Linked DNA regions of Gossypium hirsutum: all the other regions are linked to region 3. Evidence: chromatin contacts called from public Hi-C data. All regions are on one chromosome and are shown on one strand. Each heading gives the region's core, a stretch centred on a gene start, on an enhancer-like site or on the middle of the called end of the contact. The rest is flanking DNA. Distances are from core to core; before and after follow the strand shown.

What was found. Hi-C and Micro-C count contacts between places; a contact is called where the count stands out from the background.
Region 1: a Hi-C map of leaf shows a contact between it and region 3, with 2.5 times the contacts expected there. The contact joins the promoter of LOC107916208 here to the promoter of LOC107915086 in region 3. A contact is called at or near these places in 3 of 34 Hi-C or Micro-C datasets (all in leaf).
Region 2: a Hi-C map of leaf shows a contact between it and region 3, with 2.1 times the contacts expected there. The contact joins the promoter of LOC107916222 here to the promoter of LOC107915086 in region 3. A contact is called at or near these places in 3 of 34 Hi-C or Micro-C datasets (all in leaf).

What each region holds. Positions count from the first base shown.
Region 1 is chrD10:52,780,400-52,783,151 of Gossypium_hirsutum_v2.1, forward strand. LOC107916208 (phytochrome B) reads left to right here and starts at 1,382. Exons shown (of 4, transcript XM_016845363.2): 1 at 1,382-2,752. The coding sequence starts at 1,408.
Region 2 is chrD10:53,423,557-53,426,446 of Gossypium_hirsutum_v2.1, forward strand. It overlaps LOC107916222 (ER membrane protein complex subunit 6), which reads right to left and starts at 1,562. Exons shown (of 5, transcript XM_016845379.2): 1 at 1,428-1,562; 2 at 772-899; 3 at 488-683; 4 at 335-354. The coding sequence starts at 887.
Region 3 is chrD10:53,050,283-53,052,982 of Gossypium_hirsutum_v2.1, forward strand. It overlaps LOC107915086, which reads left to right and starts at 1,370. Exons shown (of 16, transcript XM_016844203.2): 1 at 1,370-1,695; 2 at 2,312-2,506; 3 at 2,619-2,693. The coding sequence starts at 1,492.

The sequences.
Region 1 (2,752 bases), core at 132-2,631, 270 kb before region 3:
AAGGTATACTTTTTTGTAGAATTAGAATCAAATTGAAATAATTTGTAAATGTTAAGTGTTAATTTTCTTTAAAAGCACAATGTAATAGATATTATTATTATATTAATTTTTGAACTCTCACATTATTTTTCGATGCAAAATAAACAATAATTAACGAAATCTAATAATAATAAAACAAACACCATTAAATTATAATTTAAGTAACAGAAAACAAGCTTAATATGGTGACTTATTTTTCTTAAATTACACTTTATTATAAATGATTATTACTTTATTGACTTTACGGGGTATGAACACCAACCTTAAAACAAAGCCACCAATAACACAACACTAACTCCTATACTCCTATTCTCATTACTCTTTAAAGGTCAATGCACTAAAATAAATTTATTATTATTTATTTTTAAAAAAACTAAAAATATTGGTCAGAGCAAAACCATTCCTAAAGTCAAAATGTATTTTTTTAAAAGTTGTGGTTACTTTGTTTTATCTGAGATAAAAAGGATTAATTATACTCCATGTCTCTTAACTATGACTTTAAATATTTTAGGTCCCAATTGAGTAATTGTTCCAATCGGTTTTCATATTAACTATGAGACTGCAGCTGCATCCAAGAGCCTTGTTCCTTTCTACTAAAAAAAATTACATATTAGTAAAATTGCAATTTGACCCTGAAAAACTATTGGTCTAAAGATTTTATAATTCAATTTAGTGCTTCTATCAAAAGAAATCTAACTTCATTCTTACTAGATTTGATTTTTTTAAATGTACAGATTAATAAATATTTTTAAACAAGACGGATTTAATATGACATTTAATACCAAATATTTTTTTGATAGAATTTAATATCAAAGTTAACAATAGAATTGAGTGAAACCAATTACTCATAATTTGAAACATTTAGGTAATTAATCTGATAATAATAAATCTAAGGGTAAACTATAAGTTTAGTAATTTATATCTACTTAAAATTATGTTTTGATCATTAAAATTTAATCATTAACATTATCGATACAATATGATATGATCATTGAGCCATTAACTCTTGTTAACGGTGTGGTGGTGTGGCACATTAATACCATCATTTCAAACAAAAAAATTAGGTTGAATTCTATAGCTAGTCATTGTACTCTTTTTAGCAATTTGATACTTTCCTTTATTTTTTTGAACTTTCCCTTTTCTTTAACATGCTAGATCAACTTTCCATTACAGTATTAATGATAGCTAACAGCTACGTGACCATAACATAACTAATCAATAACATTAATGATAATATAGTATTTTTAAAAAAATTCAGTGACCAAAATATAATTTAAGTAAATATAAATGACTAAAATTGGAGTTTACCCTAAATCTAAAAAATACTGGCGACCGAATGCAATCCCACTGCAAAAACACAGATAGTAGATGACAGCAGCATCTTCTTGCCCACGTGGGTCTGTCACTACTTTGCCCCCAAAACCTATCCCTTACAATTTACACTACATTTACACTACGGACAGAATTTCCTCCCAAAAATATCATCATCCCCCCATCCCCAACAAACCACCACTTAACAAAGTCATGTCTTCAGGCAGCAGAGCAGTTCACTCCCATCAGCGACGCCAACAACAGCAGCAGCAGCAGCAAGCTCAGTCCTCAGGCACAAGTAACATGAGAGCATCCCATACCCACCACCAGGCTGACTCTATAAGCAAAGCCATTGCTCAGTACACAGTCGATGCTCGCCTCCACGCTGTTTTCGAGCAGTCGGGGGAATCGGGTAAGTCATTTGATTACTCCCAATCCGTTAAAACTACTACCCAGTCGGTTCCCGAGCAGCAAATCACTGCTTACTTGTCTAAAATCCAAAGAGGGGGCCACATCCAGCCATTTGGCTGCATGATTGCGGTTGACGAACCCAGTTTCCGTATCATCGCCTACAGCGAAAACGCACGCGAGATGCTTGGGATTACCCCTCAATCCGTTCCCAATTTGGAGAGGATCGAAGTTCTTGCAATTGGGACCGATGTTCGAACCCTTTTCACTCCTTCCAGCGCTGTTTTGTTGGAAAAAGCCTTCGCCGCCCGCGAGATCACGTTGCTGAATCCGGTTTGGATTCACTCTAAGAATTCGGGGAAGCCCTTTTACGCTATTTTACATAGGATTGATGTTGGAATTGTGATTGATTTAGAACCTGCTAGAACTGAGGATCCTGCCTTGTCTATTGCCGGGGCTGTCCAATCGCAGAAATTAGCTGTCCGTGCTATTTCTGAGTTACAGTCCCTCCCTGGAGGCGATATTAAGCTTTTGTGTGACACGGTTGTGGAAAGTGTGAGACAGCTTACTGGATATCATAGGGTAATGGTTTATAAATTTCATGAGGATGAGCATGGGGAGGTCGTGGCCGAGAGTAAAAGGCCTGACTTGGACCCTTACATAGGTTTACATTATCCGGCAACGGATATTCCCCAGGCTTCAAGGTTTTTGTTTAAGCAGAATAGAGTTAGGATGATAGTGGACTGTCATGCCACGCCAGTGCGTGTGGTTCAGGATGATGGGTTAATGCAACCTCTGTGTTTGGTTGGATCCACTCTTCGGGCCCCTCATGGTTGCCATGCTCAGTATATGGCTAACATGGGGTCAATTGCTTCTTTGGCGATGGCAGTTATTATCAATGGAAATGACGATGAAGCTACTGGGGGAAGAAATACAATGAGGCTTTGGGGTCTTGTTGTTTGTCATCATACTTCTGCACGTTGTATTCCATTTC
Region 2 (2,890 bases), core at 312-2,811, 370 kb after region 3:
TTTGTAGGATTTAAGAAAGTTTCATTATTCAATTAGACACTCGTAAGCTACTTGGACAAATATGATCATTGTTGTACTAGGCTTGAGCAAGCCATCAATTGAACTGAGCTTGAGTAGGTTCGAGCAGCTAACAACCTACTCGACTTGAATTTGCATATATAACGAATTCAAACTGAGCTTCAGCTTCTATACTTGTATTCATTTGAGCTCGAATCTTGTTTTGCGCAACCAATTTTGAGTTGAGCTCAAGTTTTTTTTCCGATCGAGTTCAATTAAGCATGATTACAGAACGCAATGTTGTGTAGAAAGTTTCTAAATCTAAAGAAAAGGATACGTCCAGAATAGCACAAATGACTGCAAAAATAAAAGAAGAATATAAGCCAAGGAAAAAGATGAAAGGTTAGGCAAAGCAAAAGAACAAAATTTAGATTCATTGAAGATATGGGAATACGTAAAGCAAGTCAAAACATAAAAGAAAAGGCTTTACCATAAGCCCACCCAAGAATCCATCGAGTATAATCCGATTCCAGCAATCAAAATAAGAATGAAGGGAGAACTTTGCCTTTGCTATGAGTCCAATTGAAGTAATTGCCATGACAATGAAATACAATATAAAACCCATAAAGCCTGTCAACCCTAAAATCCCAGCAATAGCCCCTCCGATTATCGACAAAAACGTTCGGCTGCAAATGAAACCACAATGCTTATCTCAAGTATTGGCTTTCAACACACAACTTTTAGTATCTTCACTAAATGTGAGCATAGACATACCTGTAATATACAACTTTCATGTTATTCTGCAAATTCTCTGCTCTAAAAGTTGATACATCATTCATAACTTCCTTTGATTTCTTCTCAGATGAACTTGAATCACCCTGTCCTGCCATTACCTGTCAATTCTGCAATCCAAATCCCAAAAATAATTCAGAACGACAAATTTTGAAATGATTTAAATCCGTAAAAAATCAAAGCATCAAACACTAATCAAAATGATTTGGAGTCAAAATAATCAATCCCATCCATCCAATTGACAGGCTTAGTATAAAGAAAACGAAAAAGAAATACCATATCGGTGAATTACCCAGTGAAGCACAAGCGAAATAGTTGAGAAACAATTATAAAGTCCTTACTGCGCTAATCTAAAAGATCAATGCAGCATTACTGATATGAAAAACAGATTCCGAAACATTTATCGTATTACATGTTCCTTTGACTACGGCAGAGCGTCTCAAATTTTGGAACTTCGATCAAAAGGCAGCATAGATATACATTATCAAATTTCGAAAATTTCAAGTGGTTAATATGAAAGAATATAAGAATTTTACATCCATGATAATCGAAACGTAGGGGATAGTAATGGATCTAAGCATCAACAAACCATTCAAAAACAGATAAGAGAATACAAAAAAAGAAAAAAAAGAGTTTACCCAGATGATCGGAGAATACGAGACACCCTTTTTTTCCTGTATTCTTCTACTGAGAATTTACTTCGAGATAGCCCACTCGAAATTTTTATTTTATTTTGATCAAGTCTTAAATAATCCCGTCTTTCCATTAAATGCCATTACACTCCCTTTACTTTTTCAAAATTATAAAAAAAATCCACAGAAATAAAAATTAGCATTTTTTTTTGGTTTTATTTTTTATGAATTATTGTTTAATCTTAATTAAACTAATTTTACAAGAGATGTATTTGTATCATCTTTTAAACATCCACATCGTGCGTATTTATCATTTTTATTATTCAATCTTTATTGTTTTGGGTAAATTAGTCGAATATGCCAATTTCAAAAGATATTAACGAAAGTAGGCCAATTTTGGAGAGAGAAACATAAAACGCATCCCTATTGCCATCTTTGCTGAAAAAGGACTTTTCTTAACGGTCAAAAAATCAAACTACTACGGTGTCCACCCACGCTTGGTTTTGGGTTAATTATTTATTTATTGACTAAATTATAGAGTAAAAATTTAAAGGTTATAATTTGCTCAAAGTTCTTATACTCTTTTCTTATTTGGAATTTAATCCTTCTACTTTTCGAATTTAAAAATTTAGATCCATCTGATAACGCTATTAAAATTATTTTGTTAAATTTGTTGTTGTGGCATTTTGAAATGAAAAAAAATACTCATTTGGTATCCATGTAAAAAAAAATAACATTGCAACGGACTTGAATTTAATAAAAATATTAAAATTCTAGAATAAATATTTGAATATTAAAATATGCTTTGAAATTTAGTATTTTTATTTTTATTTTTAGAAATTTAGCTCCTTTTCCTTTTAAATTTAAAAAATTCAGATCTAATTGTTAATACTATTAAATATTTTAAAATTAAAAAAAATTAATTGCAATGTATTTAAAAAAATGATATTGTAATGTATTTTAATTTAACAAATAACTTTAATAGCATTAATAACTCTAAAAAGTTACATCAGGATAATAATCAAAATAAAATATTTGAGTTAATAAATGACATTGTGAAAAATTGAGTTGCCAAATTACATCAAAAAGTAGAAGTATAAAGATTAAATTTTAAATTGGAGTGTAACATAAGGATTAAAACTGAAATTTGACTATTATTTCATAATCTAAAATTTGAGTGTAGCATAAGGACTAAAATTGAAAATTTATCATTATCCTATAAAAAAAATAGAGGCTATACCACATGTCAAGCATGAGGAATGTCCTTTGAACCTTCTTTTTATGATTGAGTGTAACTCAAGGATGAAAATAAAAAAATTATCATTATTATATAATTTTAAATTTGAGAATTTAAAATTTTCCTATAAAATGTAAAAAAGAAAAAAGGTAAATAATTTTTATATTTACATTATATTAAATTTTCGTCTATTATTTATTTATTTTATACTTTACCCATATATAATGTGTAT
Region 3 (2,700 bases), core at 120-2,619:
GAATTTTTGTATTGTTTTAATAGTAAATACCTTTAAGATTAAATAACACTAATATAACTGATTCTAAATTAGTTAAATATTTTTAATTACATTAATTTTTAATTTAATAATGACTTTTTTGAAGAAATTAACATAAACTATGTTATAAAAGAATTAAAAAGTTAATATATATAATTGTGCATCACATAAGAATACAAATTAGTTCAAATATATAATGTTGAAATAAATTTCAAGAAGTGAAATAATTGTATACCTAATATAAATATCGCAAAAAAATAAATTTAATAATAAATGAGGGTTAAGAATATTATTTTGATTCTAAAAGTGCTTCTTCAAACAAAAAAGTACCTATGTCTTTTAAGGTTGTACCATTGCATATGACTTTAAGGTGTATTTGGTTGGATGAAAAAAATAAAGGGATGGAAAAAGAGAATGAAAAAATGGAAAGAAAATAAATTTGAAGTGTATTTAGTTGGAAAGAAAAGTGAGAAAATAAAATAGAAGGGATGATCATTTTCTATTCTAATGCATAAAAAATTAATCTTTCTAAATTGGAATGATCAGAGAAAAGAAAATGGGAGAAAAGTATATGTTTGTTCAAATTTTACATTTTTCGGTTGTTTTATTTGCTTTGCTTTCACTTTTCAACTCTACCAAGCAATTGAGAGAAAGAAAATTACTTTTTTTTCATCTTTTCTACCAAGTACATCTATGGAAAGAAAATTTATATTTTCCATCATTCTAGTTTTCCTCTCCATTTTTCTAAATTTCTTTCATTTGTACCAAGCAAATCTTAAGGGTGTGCTTGGTTAGGTGAAAAAGTGGAGTGATGTCGAGAGGGAGTGGAAAAGTGGAAAGAAAATAAATTTTAAGTATACTGGGTGGGAAAGAAAATAGGAGAAATAATAATTTTTTATTCTAATGCATAAAAAAAAATCTTCCAAATTGAAATGACGATTAGAGAGAAAGTGAGAGAGAAGTGTCTCTTAATTTAAATTGTGTATTTTTCAAATGTTTTATTTTATTTAATTTAATCTTTCAATTTTACTCGGTAATGAAAGAAAAAAAATCTTTTCCATCTTTTCTACCCGGCGCATATATAAAAAGAAAAATTACATATATTTTTTTATCTTTTTATTTTTCCATCCTTCAATTTTTCATCATTTTAATTTTCTTTTCACTCTATTTATTTTTCAAAATAACGGAAAAACACACCAAGTCTAACCCTTCGTAATTTGATGAAAGGAGAAGATGGGGTGGGCTGCTTCAAGTTGAAAATTGATTGCCCAAAATCAAAAGGCCCATTATAAAATGTTTTCATTCTACATCTCGTAATTTAACCACAAAAGCAGGGATCATTTTGGAAACTTTGTAAATTATTATTTCACAGTTCAGTCTAGGCGCAAGTCATCGCCGGTAATGGCTAAAAAGCTCATACAAAATTAATTGAGTAGCATTTTCACGCATTTCTCCTCTGTTTTTATCACTGAAATGGAATCGAGATCGAGGTTATCGTCTATGTTATCATATGCGATATTTCTCGTTACACTCAGTGGACTCGCAACTCTCTCCGATTCTACTCAACAAGCGTTCAAAAGAGACCCCGGCCTCCCTCACTGGCACCATAGCGCATTCCTCGAAGTTCGCGACAGCGTCCGATCCGATGTTCGCCGCACGCTCCACACGCGTGCTGAGGTAATCGATTCTCGCTCTGAAAATCTTGTTAAATCTGTGAAGAAATTAATGACGACTTTTTCCTCGCCAATTTTCATCGAGTTTTCTTTTTTGAAAGAAATTCATATTATTAATAATGTCGGGTTTTCATCGAGGTTTTTTCATTTTAATTATTACTTTAGAGCGTCGAATTTACGAAAATTATAGGACTCGAATTGACTGAATTTGAGCTACACAGTTGATCTCTCCTAAAATGTAATTCAAAATTCGAATTGCGTTCTGAAAATCTCTAGAACCTTGAAGAGTTAGTGGCTGCTAGCTTAGTTCTTCTCATCTCTGGTTATGATTGGAAAAGGTTCCCTTTCTAAAAATCTTGTTAAATCTCTAAAGAAACTTATATGGACATTTTTCTCGCCAATTTTCATTGACTTTTTGTTGTTTTAATGATTACTTTAAAGGAACTTACCAATATTATAGGTTTCGACTTGAGTGAATGAGCTACGCAGTTGATCTCTCCCAAAATGTGATTCAAAATTTAAATTGCGTTCCTGAAATCCCTAGAAACATGAAGAGGTTGTGGCTGTTAGCTTAGTTTTACTCATCTATGGTTATGATTAGAACAGGTTCTGTTGTGCAGGTTCCATTTCAGGTTCCGCTCGAGGTGAATGTGGTGCTAATTGGTCTCAATGGAGATGGTGGCTATCGGTACAATGTCGATTCACAGAAATTGGAGGAGTTTCTGAGAGTTAGCTTTCCCTCTCATAGGCCTTCCTGTCTCGAGACCGAGGAGCCCCTTGATATCGAACATCATGTTGTTTATAACACATTTCCTGTAAGTTTTTTCATTCCTTATTGCATCTTAATAATTACTACTGGTTTAAGCTTCAGCTAGATATCTAAACTGAGTTGTTAGTGTTGTTCTTCACTTATTTGTTCTACTATAGGCAGGACAGCCAGAATTGATTGCGCTTGAGAAGGCACTGAAGGGGGCCATGGTTCCTGCTGGTTCTGCAAGAGAGGTCTACT